2 separate regions of the Mus musculus genome follow, and region 2 is linked to region 1. Evidence: chromatin contacts called from public promoter capture Hi-C data. All regions are on one chromosome and are shown on one strand. The core of a region is the stretch at or near the end of the contact, and the rest is flanking DNA. Distances in the headings are between cores, read along the strand shown.

What was found. Promoter capture Hi-C pulls out the DNA fragments that hold promoters and counts their contacts.
Region 2: a promoter capture Hi-C map of pre-B cells shows a contact between it and region 1, with 16 times the contacts expected there. The contact joins the promoter of 1700056E22Rik here to the promoter of Lbr in region 1. A contact is called at or near these places in 1 of 39 promoter capture datasets (pre-B cells) and 1 of 9 other capture datasets (liver).

The regions. Positions count from the first base shown.
Region 1 is chr1:181,839,018-181,846,824 of GRCm38.p6, forward strand. It overlaps Lbr (lamin B receptor), which reads right to left and starts at 3,384. Exons shown (of 14, transcript NM_133815.2): 1 at 3,271-3,384.
Region 2 is chr1:184,029,104-184,036,910 of GRCm38.p6, forward strand. 1700056E22Rik (RIKEN cDNA 1700056E22 gene) reads right to left here and starts at 4,895. Exons shown (of 1, transcript NM_028516.1): 1 at 3,929-4,895. The coding sequence starts at 4,757. The coding sequence ends at 4,053. Dusp10 (dual specificity phosphatase 10) reads left to right here and starts at 5,278. Exons shown (of 4, transcript NM_022019.6): 1 at 5,278-5,466; 2 at 7,698-7,807. The coding sequence starts at 7,736.

The DNA.
Region 1 (7,807 bases), core at 2,134-4,633:
TTTTTAACAAGTTACCTTACTGGAAAGTAATAAAACCATGAGACAAACTGGGAAAATTAAAAATGTACATTAGTGGGCTGGAGAAATGGCTCAGAGGTTAAGAGCACTGACTGCTCTTCCAAAGGTCCTGAGTTCAAATCCCAGCAACCACATGGTGGCTTCACAACTACTCATAATGATATCTGATGCCCTCTTCTGGTGTGTCTGAAGACAGCTACGGTGAACTTACATAGAATAAATAAATCTTTTTAAAAAATGTACATTAGCATTACTCTAACCTACCAACAAGAAGGACTTCAAATCTATAATGAATAACATATTTGAGGTTTACTTCATAAGGTTTGCATTCTCTGAGTCAAATCCCAAATGCACATCAATTAACTCTGCCAGCCGCCCACCTAAGCTAACGTGTGCACCTCTCCAGCCCACAGCTGACACCTACTCCAACTGTAACATCTTTTACCGCTGTTTCAAAACATGGCCCATGAAACCTTCAATACTTCAAGAAACCACAACTTTCAAGAATTATCATTTACATGAGGTAATATCAAATGATGGCTGTGCTAGGAGCTCTCTGAGGTGTTATTTCTCACTCCGGTGACCAACAGATCCACAGGATAAAAGCCAGTGCTCTGATACCAATGATAAGATAAGCAAGCAGCAGACAGAAAGACTCCTTCACCTGCTGAGCAAGTCTCCATACATCACCCAAGCACACAAAGACACACTCCGGAGGCCAAGAGCTGGTTATGCAACTCTACAGGAACGCTAAAGACTCTTGCAGACTGTGGAATTAAGGAGAAAGTTGCATTACCTACCCCTCCCAAGAAAGTCTTTCTAAATAACATTTCTTCACTGTTAATCCCCTGAAGGAAAAAAAAACAAAAAACAAAAAAAGACTTCCCAAGCTCCATCTGTTTAGACAGACAACAGATGAAAGAAAACGAAAGTGCTTATCTGGTGATAAGAGGTTCATTACTGAGCCTGCCTCAGTCCCCCTAACTTGTGAGATAGCATCTCTGGGATAAGGAGTATGCTTGGGAGCTGTAGGAATGAAGTCAGACTGGCAGAAGCGACCATGAGGGCCCTCGGGAAGCAGGAGAGCACTGGCTCACATCTGCACAAGGAGGAGGGGCACAAAAAAGGAAGGTGACAACAGAAAACTCTGTCCATTTCAACACTCAGTTCCAAGTTGCCCGGGACAAAGAGGAAGGAAATGTGCTGGGCTTCCTTCTCTGAATCCCCACCTCTCTTCCTCCCCAGATCAATTAGGTTCTCCTACTCTTTCCAAAGTTTGAGAAAGCCCACAATGTCTTTCTATATGAAGGTGCCAGTAGGATCTCAAACAACACTTCAAAAACTTGCAATAGGAGCACTTTGTGGCTTGGGGACCGCCTGCATCTTTAAAAGGCCCTGGAACAGATTTATTCTGAACTATCAGAAGCATCCAATCCTTGCCATTCATCCCATCCAGGTACTAACCACGTCTGATCCTGTTTGGCTTCAGAGATCTGATGAAATCCAGAGGATTAGAATGGTATGGCCCTAGACTCACTGCTGTTTCTCTACTGCATCTTGAAGACACCACATTAACTATGAGTCCAACAAAGAACACAAGTCAAAGTTTAAAAAAAAAAAAATTCTATTACTTATTAAATAGTAGGTAATACATAATCAAGGCACCCAGTAGATATTTGAGCCTCAATTTTTCAAAAATATGCCTATAATGTGTAATATAAAATTTGATCCCCAGAAAAAAAGGGAGGAAAAGAACTGAGACTAGCAGGGCATGGTGGCTTTAATCCCATTCTTTGGGAGGCAGAGGAAAACAGACCTCTGTATGTTGAAGGTCTGCCTAGCCTGCACTGTGTTCCAGGACAATAAAGGCTGTGCAGAGATCTTGTCTCAAAAAAACAAACAACAACAACAACACAAACCATGAACTGACACTGATGGTGATATTTTATATAGCATGTGGAGAACGACCTTGTCTTAGGAGACAAAAAAAAAAAAAAAAAAATGGGCTGCCAACAAGATATGAATGCCACTTTGCACAAGATCCACACAGTCAGTGGAAACTACATAACACATCCCAAAATATTGCCCAACAGGAGATAATTATACTGGATAGGACAAGGAGGCTCCAGACTCCCGTGTATTCTTATGCACCCAAGTAACGCATAAGAGACGCACACAGGCTTCCCTAAACAAACAGGTTGTTTGCAAAGAAAAGTCACTCGCTAAACTGTACCCTCAACCACATACCGCAGAAATTCAAGAATCCTCAGGCTTTTTTCCTGTCAACCCAGATTCTTGCTAACCCGAGGGTCATTTGGCACTGAACGCCTCACATATTATGGTACAATATAACACTATGTATCAGTGTGGCCGATTTCTTTCTACGATGCTCCGGTGCGTTACTAAGATCTTTAATCGTTTCCCCCCCTCTCCCAAATTCACTTAATGTGGCAGAAAGAAAAAGCTCAAATGGTGGCTCACAGCTACCCTTTAACACCTGAGCCGGCACAGGCCTGCTAGGCAAAACGCAAACAGGAAGGCGTTCGCAGGGTCTGTGCCCCTTCAGAGCCGTGCAGGAGAAAGCTGGCTGTCCTGGCAGAGTGGCCTTTTCCCTTAATACCCAAAAGCACGCTAATCTTAACAGTCCTTACTCACTCCCGCCCCAACTCCCCAGTCAACGCTCATCATCACCCTCTCTGTCCGTATTAGGTCCTCCATCCCGCGCTTCTCTGTAGCCCCATCTTCTAACCCTCAGAGCAGCTGCTACTTTGTAGCCCCAGATCTAGTCCTGCTCCTGCACCTGAGCCACGGCCCTAGCACACCAAGTGCGCTACACAGGGCGGGCGGGCGCAACGCCAGGCCAGCCCGCCATCGCCGAAGTGCCCCGGAGCAGGCCCTCCGCACCCCAGCGCGCACTGAGTGGCCCTCGAAGCTGCTGGAGGCGCGAGGTCCGCTGTCACCGCGCAGAAGCACTCAGGAGGCCCGGATAGGCGGGACGGCGCCCTGGCAGGAGCCAGAGGCGGTTAACCCCTCCTCCGAAGGCCGCCCGCTTTCCGAGGGCCGGGAAGCCGCGGCGAGCACAGCCCAGCCCGGCCCGGCCGGGGCACCCAACGCGCGCGTCCGAGACGGGGATCGGGGGTTGTCCGCCATCCGAAACCCGCGCTCGACTTCCGGCCCGCGCGGCCCCAGCCTCGCCGGCCGCCCCGGGGAACCCGCTCTCCACACGCGGCGGAGTCCCGCGCCGACGCTCACCTGGCCGCGCTCCGGCGGGAACTCCAGCCACTCCAGGACAGTCACCAGCAGCCAGCGGCGACTCCGCGCGCGACACAGCCGGCCGCGCTCTCGCGCCCCCGAGGTCCCGCCCCTAGCGAGGCTGCCCTGAGCTCCCCATTGGTCCCTCGACCTTTTGAATCATCGCCGGCGCTGGCGATTGGTCGAGGGCCAGTGGCGCGTCCAGCCCGCCCGCTCGTGAGCGTCCGGCGTCCCCACCCGGTTTATCTCCGCAGCCCAGGCACCAAGCCGCGCTTTGGCTCGCGCCCTCCTGCGGAGCGATCTAGGCCGGCGGTCTGGGAGGAGGGTGAAGCTCGCGCGACGCCAGGCAAAAGCGTCCGCTGCTGTCACCCGGCTCTCGGTCCGTGTGTAACCTCGGGAGCCAGCGGGCCGCGCGCTTAGTCCGGCCACGGCCGAAGCCCGCGGGCTTCGCGTCCCGCCTGGACCCGACCCCAGCAGGCCCAGGCCGGAGCCCCCAAACTCCCCCCCCCCCTTACACTTGCCACCACTGGTTGTTTCCTTCCTCTCGGGTTGAGAGTTCAAAGCAGTTCGTTAAAGCTCCCTACTTCGCCGTGCTGTTTTTAAAGGTATTTCCAACATCCCTTATTAAATACATCTGAGTGTCTTCCTGCCTCGGAAGCACTGTGGGTTCAGATGCAAGGCTGAAATAAGTCTTTTCATCCGCAGCGTGGCTTCAGGTGCACAGCGCTGTCACCTTCTCAGCTACAAACGAGTGAGTAAGTGCGTGCCTCGGAGCCCTTCCTAAGAAAGAGTGCTCACCACGATTTGATTTGTCATTGCCGTTGGGGTTGCCCTGGGTGGAAATCTAAACCACAGATGTGTGCATCAAGAAACCTCTAAACGTAAAGTTTGGCAAATCCCTTAAGCTTCAGCTCTTAAAGACGAATCCTACTCCGAGTCCTGCGGCAAATAACACAGGAAAACACCATGGGAAGGATGTCGTTTGAGATAAATTCTACTAATACCAAAGACATCCTTCACTCCTCAAACCCAGAGCCAAGGTTCCGTTGGGTTCCCTCCACAGGACATATAAGCATTTTCACTTACAAAATAAAAGACCAGAGGCGGGGAAACCTTGTAAACTTTGGTTTATAGTTTCTTCAAAAGGACCAGGCCAGTGAGGCTGGAGAGCCAGCTCAGATGATAAAGAACCCTGCCTTGAAAGAATAAGAACTTTGTGAGCACTTGAGACCCTCAGCACTAAAATTAAAACAAGAGGAAGGTGCTCTCAAAAGGCTGTAACTATAATGAAGGGGACAGAGGTAGCTGGGGACAAACAGATCTCCCTGGACTCAGTTGGTAACAGCTAGGATTTTGTGAGACACCCTGTCTCAAAGAGCAAGATGTTGCGCAGTTGGAGAAAGACAACTTACACTAACCTTTGGCCTTCATGTATACACTTGCACACACACACACACACACAAATAAGCCTGTATACGAATTCAACATCATACCTTATATTCACTAAAGATGTTTGTGTGTGCAAGGCATGGGTACATACAGAACTCATTCCTGCTTTTCCTTAACATTTAACTTTAAATTTTTTAATTTTATTAATAAGTTAGAAGAGGTAAGGACATGGATCCGGACCTACTAATTAATTGTGAAAATTAGATGCAGCTGTTCATTGGGAAACGCAGCTGGCAATAATTCCTTATAACATTCTCTTATTTCAGATTCACGAAATTGCCATTTGTAATCAGTACATTCAGGTAGATGAAATGTTTGTTTGTTTTTTTAACCACATGTATATCAGTAAGTTCTTAATGGATTTTGGGTCTTTCTCTATCTAAATCTCATGGTTGCATAATTTGCAATTAGATGTGAGTTGTAGCCTCACTGCAGCCTGTTTAAACTACCAAGTTCATCTTTTTCTTTAAAAGCTAGAGGTGGAGCATAAACCCTTTACCCTTGGCCAGCCACACCCCAGCCCCTGGTAAATCAATCCTAAAGATCCCTTTCTCTGACTGTTAGCTAAGAAGTAAGCCTAAAAATATGTTTGGATGCTCTCAGAGTCCAGAAATACTTCTCTGCAGAAAAATATCCCAACTTCAGCAGGACACGGGACAGCCATGCAGAAACCCTGGCCTGCTGGAATCTGAACAGATGTGGTGGTCTCTGGACCTCCCCAGGCTTGCTCTTTATCTACCCCACCTCACCAGCTCTCCAGAAGTCTCCACAGACTGGCCGGCCCTTCCTTTGACACTCTAGAATGTTCCTCTCTTTTCCAGAGTGCAGCATCCCAGGAAAACTTCACAAAGTACTTGCCACACACAGGGCTCTGTGCCACAGGCATCCATACTCATAGAGCATAGGAAATACGTTTTATACACTTTGTATCTGTGCCCATTAAGTTCACCAGTGAGCTTGCTGACTGTGAAACTGTGTTCTGGGTGTCCTCCAACTGTCCTGGGTGTCCTCCAGAAAGCCGGGTTCTATCTCCTTGAGCTTCCTCCAGTGTGGATAAAACCTACACAGAGAAATCCTGTCTGAAGGGAAAGAAGACAAAAGACAAAAAGCATCGGAGCTCTCCTTCAGGGAAATTCTCCCCCAGCCTAGTGGATGTGTAAAACCTATACCTCGGGTGTCTCTTGCTGCTGCCGCTGGTCCTGCTGGCGTTTTCTTCAACTGTGCTAAATGGCCTTTGCTTTTTTTGTTTTGTACCCTCTTTATGTAGAGCCTCTCAGTAGGCCTTGAATTCACAATGATCTGCTTGCCTGCTGGCATTAAAACCATGCACCAGTCGGGCGTGGTGGCGCACGCCTTTAATCCCAGCACTCCGGAGGCAGAGGCAGAGGGATTTTTTAGTTCGAGGCCAGCCTGGTCTACAAAGTGAGTTCCAGGACAGCCAGGGCTATACAGAGAAACCCTGTCTCGAAAAACCAAAAATAAAAAAGTGAGAAAAATAAACCTACTGTATATCTCAAGAGGCGGTCAGGTCCTGATTCGGAATACTGTGTCAGCAGTGTATGACCCTGCTCCTCCTCCCAAAGACAGTCTCCACCCACCCATCCACCATGTGTGGAGGGAGAAGAGCTAAGGTGTGGGTGGGAGGGTCAAGCACATCCACACAGGGCCGCCATTAGTGAAGCTCTGGCTCCACCCACAGCGTGACTGAATAGTTCAACCAATGGCTACGGGGTTATGCCTTCACTTAGAATGAAGACCATTGAGATCTATCTAGCTCCCAAGATTTTTACAAACCCCACCACTAAACTACACCCACTGGGAGCCGCTGAGAGCATCGCAGCAGGAGTCGGGGTGGGGCTGGTGTCTGGTGAAGCCCTTCTGGGTGTCATTTGCATTTTTTTATCACAGTGAGTAGATACCATCTCCTTTCCTAGTGTAGAGAAAGTGAGACTCAGGGACAATAATAAAACTGACCCAGGATCACATTGAGCACATAAATACTGGGATAGAAACTGACCCGGGATCCGAGAAAGCCAAGGACCCAAAACTTCCCCTTTATCCAACCTGGGCTCAGCTGCCTCCTAACCATTGCCAAGCATCACATCTAGTACAAGGTGCCTCTGTTGTGCTGGGTGGGTGATCCCAGGTCATGAGAAAATAGCTGTGAACACCTATCCACATTTGGGAGCAGCAGACTCATCGCTGCTCTCCTCAGGGAAACTGCATTGACTTCACCCGGCCTCTCACCCTTGGGTCCCTTCCTCCCCGACTCTGACCACAGTTCCTTTCAGTTCCCCATTGTGGATCCTGGAGAACCACACATGTGCCTTCCCTTCCAGGCACTGTCACAGAATACCTACCTTATGCACAAGATCACTGTAATCTTCCTACTATTTTTAATACAATACTCAGTGTGATTAAATCTATTTTAAAATGTTTGAGGGTGATGATAAAATATTTTAAGATGAATATTAAAAGTCATAGTTGCATAATGAGTCTTCATTCATTTCTCTTCATTAACTTGAGCAAGATCATCCATTAACTGATAGTTAAACTGTATCAAGAGTGAATTCCTAAAAAAGAAACAAGAAAAAAATTCTTGCCAGGGAGGGTGGTGAAAATGCCTTTAGTCCTAGCACTTGGAAGGCGCAGGCAGGTGTGTGAGTTTGAGGCCATTCTGGTCTATTGAGAGAATTTCAAGATAGCCAGGGCTACACAGAGAAACCCTGTCTTGGAAAGAAGAAGGGAAGGAAGGATGGAAGGGAGGGAGGGAGGGAGGGAGGGAGGGAGGGAGGAAGGAAGGAAGGAAGGAAGGAAGGAAGGAAGGAAGGAAAAAAAGAGCAAAATGAAACTGAATGAATAACTGTCTTTAAAAAACCCTATTGGGAAGCTGGGCAGTGGTGGCACATGCCTTTAATCCCAGCACTTGGGAGGCAGAGGCAGGCGGATTTCTGAGTTCGAGGCCAGCCTGGTCTACAGAGTGAGTTCCAGGACAGCCAGGGCTACACAGAGAAACCCGGTCTTAGGAAGAAGGAAAAACAACAACAAAACCACCCTATTAGGGCATAATAATGCACTGAACTTTGTT
Region 2 (7,807 bases), core at 3,645-6,144, 2.2 Mb after region 1:
CTACCTATAGGGTTGCAGATTCCTTTAGCTCCTTGGGTACTTTCTCTAGCTCCTCCATTGGGGGCCCTGTGATCCATCCAATAGCTGACTGTGAGCATCCACTTCTGTGTTTGCTAGGCCCTGGCCTAGTCTCACAAGAGAGAGCTCTATCTGGGTCCTTTCAGCAAAATCTTGCTAGTATATGACATGGTGTCAGCGTTTGGAAGCTGATTATGGGATGGAACCCTGGATATGGCAGGCTCTAGATGGTCCATCCTTTCGTCACAGCTCCAAACTTTGCCTCTGTAACTCCTTCTATGGGTGTTTTGTTCCCAATTCTAAGGAGGGGCAAAGTGGTCTTTGTTCTTCTTGAGTTTCATGCGTTTAGCAAATTGTATCTTATATCTTGGGTATCCTAAGTTTCTGGGCTAATATCCACTTATCAGTGAGTACATATCACGTGAGTTCTTTTGTGATTGGGTTACCTCACTCAGGATGATACCCTCCAGGTCCATCCATTTGCCTAGGAATTTCATAAACTCATTGTTTTTAATAGCTGAGTAGTACTCCATTGTGTAAATGTACCACATTTTCTGTATCCATTCCTCTGTTGAGGGGCATCTGGGTTCTTTCCAGCTTCTGGCTATTATAAATAAGGCTACTATGAACATAGTGGAGCATGTGTCCTTCTTACCGGTTAGAACATCTTCTGGATATATGCCCAGGAGCCATCTCTATTTTTAACATACCTGCATTTAGAGATTTCCATTGGTAACATGATATTGGTGCTCAAAATGCGTTGAATTTGGAAGCATTTTGCATTTCCAGATTGAGAATGTTCAACGCCTGTTTAGACCTGAAGTCCTGGGATGGTTAGCAATGTCACACAGTGCTTGTTTCCCTTCCAGTACCCTACCTCAGTAAGATCACCTGCAGCTCCGAGCCAGACCTTGGCAGTGACTTCTAAGGTTGAAACTCAGTGGTTCGGCTTGTTGGGGGGGCAGGAGGAATGTGGACAGCGTTTAGTGTGGCAACACATCGTACTCATTAGAAGCCATCAGTTCACTATGAACTGGCTCATACGTTAGGCATTATCAAGACCGTTGGGCCTACCAGAATGCTCTTCTGACAAAGAGCAGCAGATATTTGTGACATCACAAGGCAGTGGCAGTCCACGGGGCAGGAGCAAAGACAGCTTCAGAGAAAGGGTCTTGCTGCCTAAGTGAAGACAAGGGGACTGGGCCTCACCTGTCCAGCCAGTCACCTCTGTGCGGCCAATGGAGGTCAGGCTTGAGTTTTGAAGAGATGTCTGGGCCAAGTCCTGTATCAAACATGGTTTGGGCTTATGCTATCTTTATCTCTGGGCCTCTAATTGATCTCAAAGATACACAGACAATACAGATGGAGCTGTCAGGCTCTCTCTCTTATGACAAAAGATGGCTTTGTGGTCTCTTGAGTAAAACATGCCCCTGGCCCCCATCTGTAGATCTATATACCTGTGAGGGAGTAAGGGTGTGGTCATATACAGCTGGTCTCCACTCCCAGTCACAAGGCCCCACTTCCTTCTAGTTCATCTTGTCAGATAGCCTAGAGGGCCTCTGAAATCCTAGTAGAGTGGTTATCTTCAACATCCAAGTGGCTTCAGATGAAAGCAGCCGTGGCAGGTTCCAGAATGGTGTCATCCAGCAAAAATGGAGTAAATAAATCATCTTAGGCGCTCTCCTAGTCACATGTGAACTAAAAGATGAGTGAAATTGATTTTAATGACATGCTATGAAACCTAGTATATCAAAAAACATAAGCAACACAGACATAATATCCTTTATGTGTTTCACAGGTTTTCAAAATCCAATGTGTGTTCTAGACTTGATGTGTCTTGGTTCCAACCAATCACATTTCAGGTGTTCAAAGTCACATGTAAATGGCCACCATTCTACACTACAAATGTTTGCTCCTTACAGGTAGTAGTGAAGATAAACACTCCTGCCTCTAGGGCTACAACTTACTCCTAATGACAGAGTGCAAGATCTGACGACTAATTCAGTCTCAGCAGTTAAAAACAGAACTTCACTTCCCAGAGTTCTTGAGTCTGAGGAGACAGATTAAGGCCTCTGGTGAGGGCCTAGCCTCTGCTTCCAAGATGCACTGTCACCGTGTAACTGGGAAGAAATGAACACGACATATACACAGGGCAGAGAGGACACAATAATTCCCTTCCCAGTTCCATCTGCAAAGGCCCTGCCCTCATGGCATTACCACCTCAGACAAGTGTCTATCCCTTAATACTATCACACTGAGGACTGAAGTTCAACATGCGAGTGGACCTTCGTGGCCTCTTTCTCCAGGGGCTGCTCCTAGCCCAGGTCTAGGCTGGCGAGGGTTGTGAAGTATTTCCCAGGCGTACTCCTGGGACTTCATCTCCTACTTCCTCCTTTCTATTCCCCAGTGCCTTCCCTATTTGCTGATTGAATGCCACCTTACCTGGGGATTTAACTTTGCCAAACTCCCTTTCCCTAACCGAATCCGGGAATCTATCTTGGCCTTCAGGGCTATTGAAGACCTCACCATTCTGCCACCAAGCACCTGACTTAACCTCTTGAACATGCCCTGTATCAGTCTGTTTTCTGTCTCTGATCTTGGCCACAATTAGCTTTGTCCTTCAGCTCTAACACACAGCACAAGGATCTGGTAGAAACTCTATGCTCCTTTCAGTAGCAACAAAGTCACAGACCAGCATAAGTGCACTACGTGGCCCAAGGGCAGTAAAGAGGCTTTACTCTTTCTCTGGGACAAAAACTAAACAGCAAGGTGTTCCTGGGTATCCGATTGTGTTCATGGCCCTTTGCTGACTGACTGATCCCATACATTTAAACTTAAGGGCTAAGTTTTAGAAAGTATTTTTACATTATGACTCCAAATTAGTAATTGAAATCACCTCCCTTGGCACAAAAGCATCCTGGAGTAGTGAGTGGAAAAACCTACCTGGAATCTGACTTCTTTGAGTATAGCTACTCAAACTGCTGCCTAATTTAAAAAGCCTCCGGATCTTTAGCATATGTTAATGGCTGGTAATTACCATGCATATGTTAATGACATGGAAATTACTCAATGCTTCGGGTTTGATTGATGAGTAATTTTGTCAGTTTTCCCAATTTTTCAGCCTGGATGACAGACTTTTAGTTAACAGAATTACTATAACTTATTAGTCTGAAACTATAATAATCATCTCATTAAATGAGTTACATTTCTTTCTCACATTGCCGGCATCAGGCTTTGTGAATCACAATTTACAGGTTGTCAGTACCTTTAGACAGAGGCTCCTCCAGCCTAAAGCAAACACAACCTTCCCAAAGCCTTCGGTCAATAGAGAACCTCGCTCTACTATACCCCAACCACTTCCACAAGCATCTTTTCATCTTTTTCGGAGCAAGGACGGGAGTTTGCTGTTTACAAATGTACACAGTGATGAACACAGCAAATGTGGCTGGACAGACAAGCATCAGACCTAATACCTAGAACTCAAACCGTAAATGGGAACCCCAGCAGTAAATATTCAGGGATATAGATAACCTACAAAAGTGCTCTGGGAAATTCTTTTCTGGGTTCCACGGAAAATGCGCACAGCCTACCTCCTCCACTAGCCTGATCCTGCTAATCCTCAAAGATCTAAGGACCAAAGGGTGCGACCTGGACACTCGTGTGCAGACATTCGGGTGTGGGTGCTGTGTATTTGGGTGTGTAGACAGAATGGGGCTAAAGAAAATCCTTTTCCAACCCCAGTGTGCACTTGTGTAGAAGTGCTCAACTCAAGGGAGATCATGCTGAATCGACAGAGCTAGTCAGCGAAGGTGATGATGGTTGGACACCTTATGATCCTAGATCAACAGCAATGGTGAATGTCTGGGGCCTAAAGCAAACGCCTCCCATCATTAAGGACATCTGAACCTGCCACGGAGCTGATAATGTTTTATTCCACTTCAATTACTTCACATTTTGGTCTTCCTCTCTGAGGGGGTAGGGAGGTATAAAAAGCTCTATTGCTTTAGGATTCTTTAACGCAACTTCATCACAGTTCATCTGGGCTTTTCCACTCCTTTGAATTCCAGGGTCATTCTTCTGTACCTTCCCTGATATTTTTCTGGCAAGGCGCTAGCAGGCTTGCTCAGCTTCCCACTTCTCTTCACCGGTGACATACCCCGACCAGTAGTGACCCCTCTGATGGACAAAGTTCGGGGAATCGGGAGAGCTGGCGTGGGCCCTTCCATGCTCCTCAAGCGCCGCTCATTCTGGCTGTTCAACCCGAGCTCTGGCTCCTTCCCGCCGGCGCTTGCTGTTCCAGGCTGGCGCTCCTTGGCTCGCCGAGGGCCCTGCGCCACTGAGGGCCGGGGGCGGCCCAGCACCGGGGGGCGGATGGACTGCGGGCTCCAAAACATCGCACAGGGGGAGGTGGCCGCGGGAGAAGCGGGGACCGCGTTGGGAGGAGGTCGGTGCCTGGGCTGCGGGGCTTGTGGGGCGTTCGGAGGGCCCGGCCACGCCCAGCTCTGCGGGACGGCGCCCACGCTGCCCTTCAACACCGGCCCCCAGTGGCTGCTCTCACAGAGCCAGGCGTCCTCCTCCGAGTAGCTCTCCGGAGTGCCGCCTTCGGGATCGGAGTCGGGCTCCTGAGAACAGGTTGGGGACGGCGGAGGAGTGACAGGGTCACGGAAGTAGGGGAACAAGAGCACGGCGCGCAGCCGCCGCGCGGGAGAGCAGTAGGGCAGCCGGAGGGGCAGCGACATCTGCGGGCCGGGCCAAGCGGGGCTGCGGGGAGGCCGGCCCTGTGCACGCTCACGTCCCGCGCGGCGCAGCCACAGCCATGGAGGGACCCGGCTTCGAGTCGTCTCCGGCCTGGGGAAAGTTGGATGGACACTCCACCTGGAGTCAAAAGGCGGAATGGAGACCCCGCGAGGCTGATGTCCTCAACAGGGGGCGGGGGAGGGTCAGAAGAACCAGTTTCAGCCGGAGCGACCAGAGCAAGCCATTGACACTTCAGTCCCAGGAAGGGTTAACCGCGTCCTGCTGCCTAGGTTTACATGTAAATAGAGAGCCGCTGCTCCAAGCGGGCCCGGGCTAGCACTTTTAAGTTTTTGATTGGTTGCCAATGACATCACCACCCGCGCGTTCTAACACACCAAACCCACTAGCGGGTCCGAGCCGGCCTCCCTCCCAAGGCGAGGCCTCGCCCCTTTCTCCGCCCTCCTCGGCTTCTTATTGGTCAGAGACCACTGTGATGTAGCGGGCGGCAGCCTCTGGGTCTTCATTGGCGTATCGCGCCGTCGCTCGGAGGCAACCCCGCCCCCTCCAAAGCTTACATTTACGCTGTAGCAAAAGAGAAAGTAACTCTGTGTTGCTGCTGGGGATCAATGAAGCTGAGTGAATGGGGGCGCACTGCGCGAGCGCATAGCTGGAGCGGGCGCCAGATGGTAGAGGGCTACGCTTATTGATGAAGTAAGTGGAAGACATCACGGGTCACTCAGAGCCGGAGGGTGGAGGGTTCCGTGTGTGTGTGTGTGTGTATGTGTGTGTGTGTGTGTGTGTGTGTGTGTGTGTGTGTGTGAGTGAGAGAGAGAGAGACAGAGACAGAGAGACAGAGAGAGAGAGAGACAGAGACAGTGTCAGAGAGACAGAGACGGACCTACGTCAGGTAAGGAAGATCCTAAGGTTTAGTCTTTTGGCTCTGCTTGCCCTGGGATGAAGAGGGGAAATGAGTTTTGGTTTGGTTAAGATGCTTTATGGCAGTTTTCAAAGCCCAAGGCTTTGCTCATGATGCTCAGTGGTGGCACGGAATAGGGATGCTACGTGCCCCAGGAGTGGGGAAGGAGCATTCTTTAAGCACTTGGTTTTTCTTCAGTCCCTGTTAGTGGTGGAAGGAAGATTAGCGAGAAAGGGGGTAGGGGGTTCGTGCTATTTTTGTGGGAGGTTTCCCGGGCCAGACTGGCTTTGGAGCTATCTGCTGCAAGGATGCAGATCTCAGTGCGCTCTGTGCCCGTGTGTGAGCAGCAGCACAGTGAAGAGGTACCGGTCCCAGCCTGTGTCTCTGGAAAGTCGTTCCCGGGTTCTCCTCCTAGGGAATAGGCTACTAATCCTGGATGTCCCCTTACCAGGTAGCAAAATAGCAAAGACTTTGACTGCATTCATGTTCCAGCTGGGACACAGTTAACAGTTTTTGGAATAGTACTCGCTCTGAAAAAAAAAATACTACGCAAGGGAGAGGGAAGGAGGGAGGGAGGGGAGGGGAGGGGAGGGAGGGAGGGAGGCAGGCAGAAGGTTTGATCCTTTGCTCCCAACCAAAGGTGGGTGAGAGAAACCCGAGTCAGTGGGGATATGCCTACACGGGTGGGGACGTGCTCCTGGGTGCGCGTGTGTGGATTTTGCTGGTGACACTTTGGCTCGGTCTCAGAGAACAGTTACGGTCATGAATAGACCGATGATCCTTGATGTTTTTCCAGTCAGCTCTTAAAGTTCGTTTAGATGAGTGGCTCTTGCTTGGGGTTTGATTTCTCTAGTAGAGGAGTCAGAATTGCTATGTTATAGGGTGGCCTTGTGCCTACCGGGAGGAGGAAAGTGATCCATTGCAGGCACCCTTGGAGGAGGCAAAGGCAGCCCCCGTGGGCTCTAGGTCTGAGCTTCCCAATTAGCCTAACTGTGGTAAAGGGACGAGTGAGGTTGCCCTCTTGGAATCCACACTGTTTCCAAGAAGAATATCAGTATAGGGTTGAAACATTTTTTACAAAGTTGCCACTCCAGTGGAGATGCAAAGTCTGTCTGTATGACCAGATGAAACACATGCTCTTTTTTGCTTAGGGGCACAGCATAGAGAAGTGTAAGGATGAGTGGGGTCACAGAGGAACGGGCCATGGGTCAGCCTGGGGTGGGGTTCCTAGATCTGACTCCTTGGAAACTTGGTTTCTGGATAGTTATTCGTAGTGTAAGTGTGTGTGTGTGTGTGTGTGTGTGTGTGTGTGTGTGGTAATGGCTTGATTTGATTTGGAAGAGTCTAATGTGAGCTCTGAATAGGATGACGTTGAGCTTTTCAAAGGACCCACCAGAATGGAAAGGAAGATTAGCTCCTAGCCATGGAGGCTGACTTAGGGAGACACATTCCTTCTGATATGCAGAAGGTTAACATCCAGCCCCCATGTAAATATAGCTAGCTGCCAAGCATCTCCGTGCATCTCTGTGAGCTCCAACAGTGCTCTTGCTTGTCTCTTTGCCTTGGCTCTGGGGAAAGAAATGAAATACAGTACATGCCAGGGTGGACAGATGCATCCATCACAGGTGAAATAGACTTCTCTGCACAGGAGAGGAGGCTCAGAATAAATCTAAGAGCCTCCCTGTCTGCCTTCACTGTTTTTCAGGCCTCTGTGCCTTTACCTCCACTAAGGCTGAACTTGGATGCATGTCTCTAACATTATGTGACAGGAGGTCTCTTACCGTTTCTAATGTCAAGTCTAATTTTAACCTTTGACTTAGCATCAGAATGGATGGGGCCCCTCAGGTATGCATCCTCTCTGAACAGATCAAAGTGAATTTTAGCCTTTGATAGTATCACAACCTAGGGCACCTAGAAGGACTTTGACTTTGCTCAGAGATATGCAGAGGTCTTCCCCCGGGGATTGGATGAGACTGGCTTTGTTTTCATGTGACTTTATTTTTTTCTTTCTTCCCCTTCTTTCCAGACTCTTGACTTCTTGAATTGCCAGTTTTCAGCCTCCTCATGCCTCCATCTCCTTTAGACGACAGGGTAGTAGTGGCACTATCTAGGCCTGTCCGACCTCAGGATCTCAAC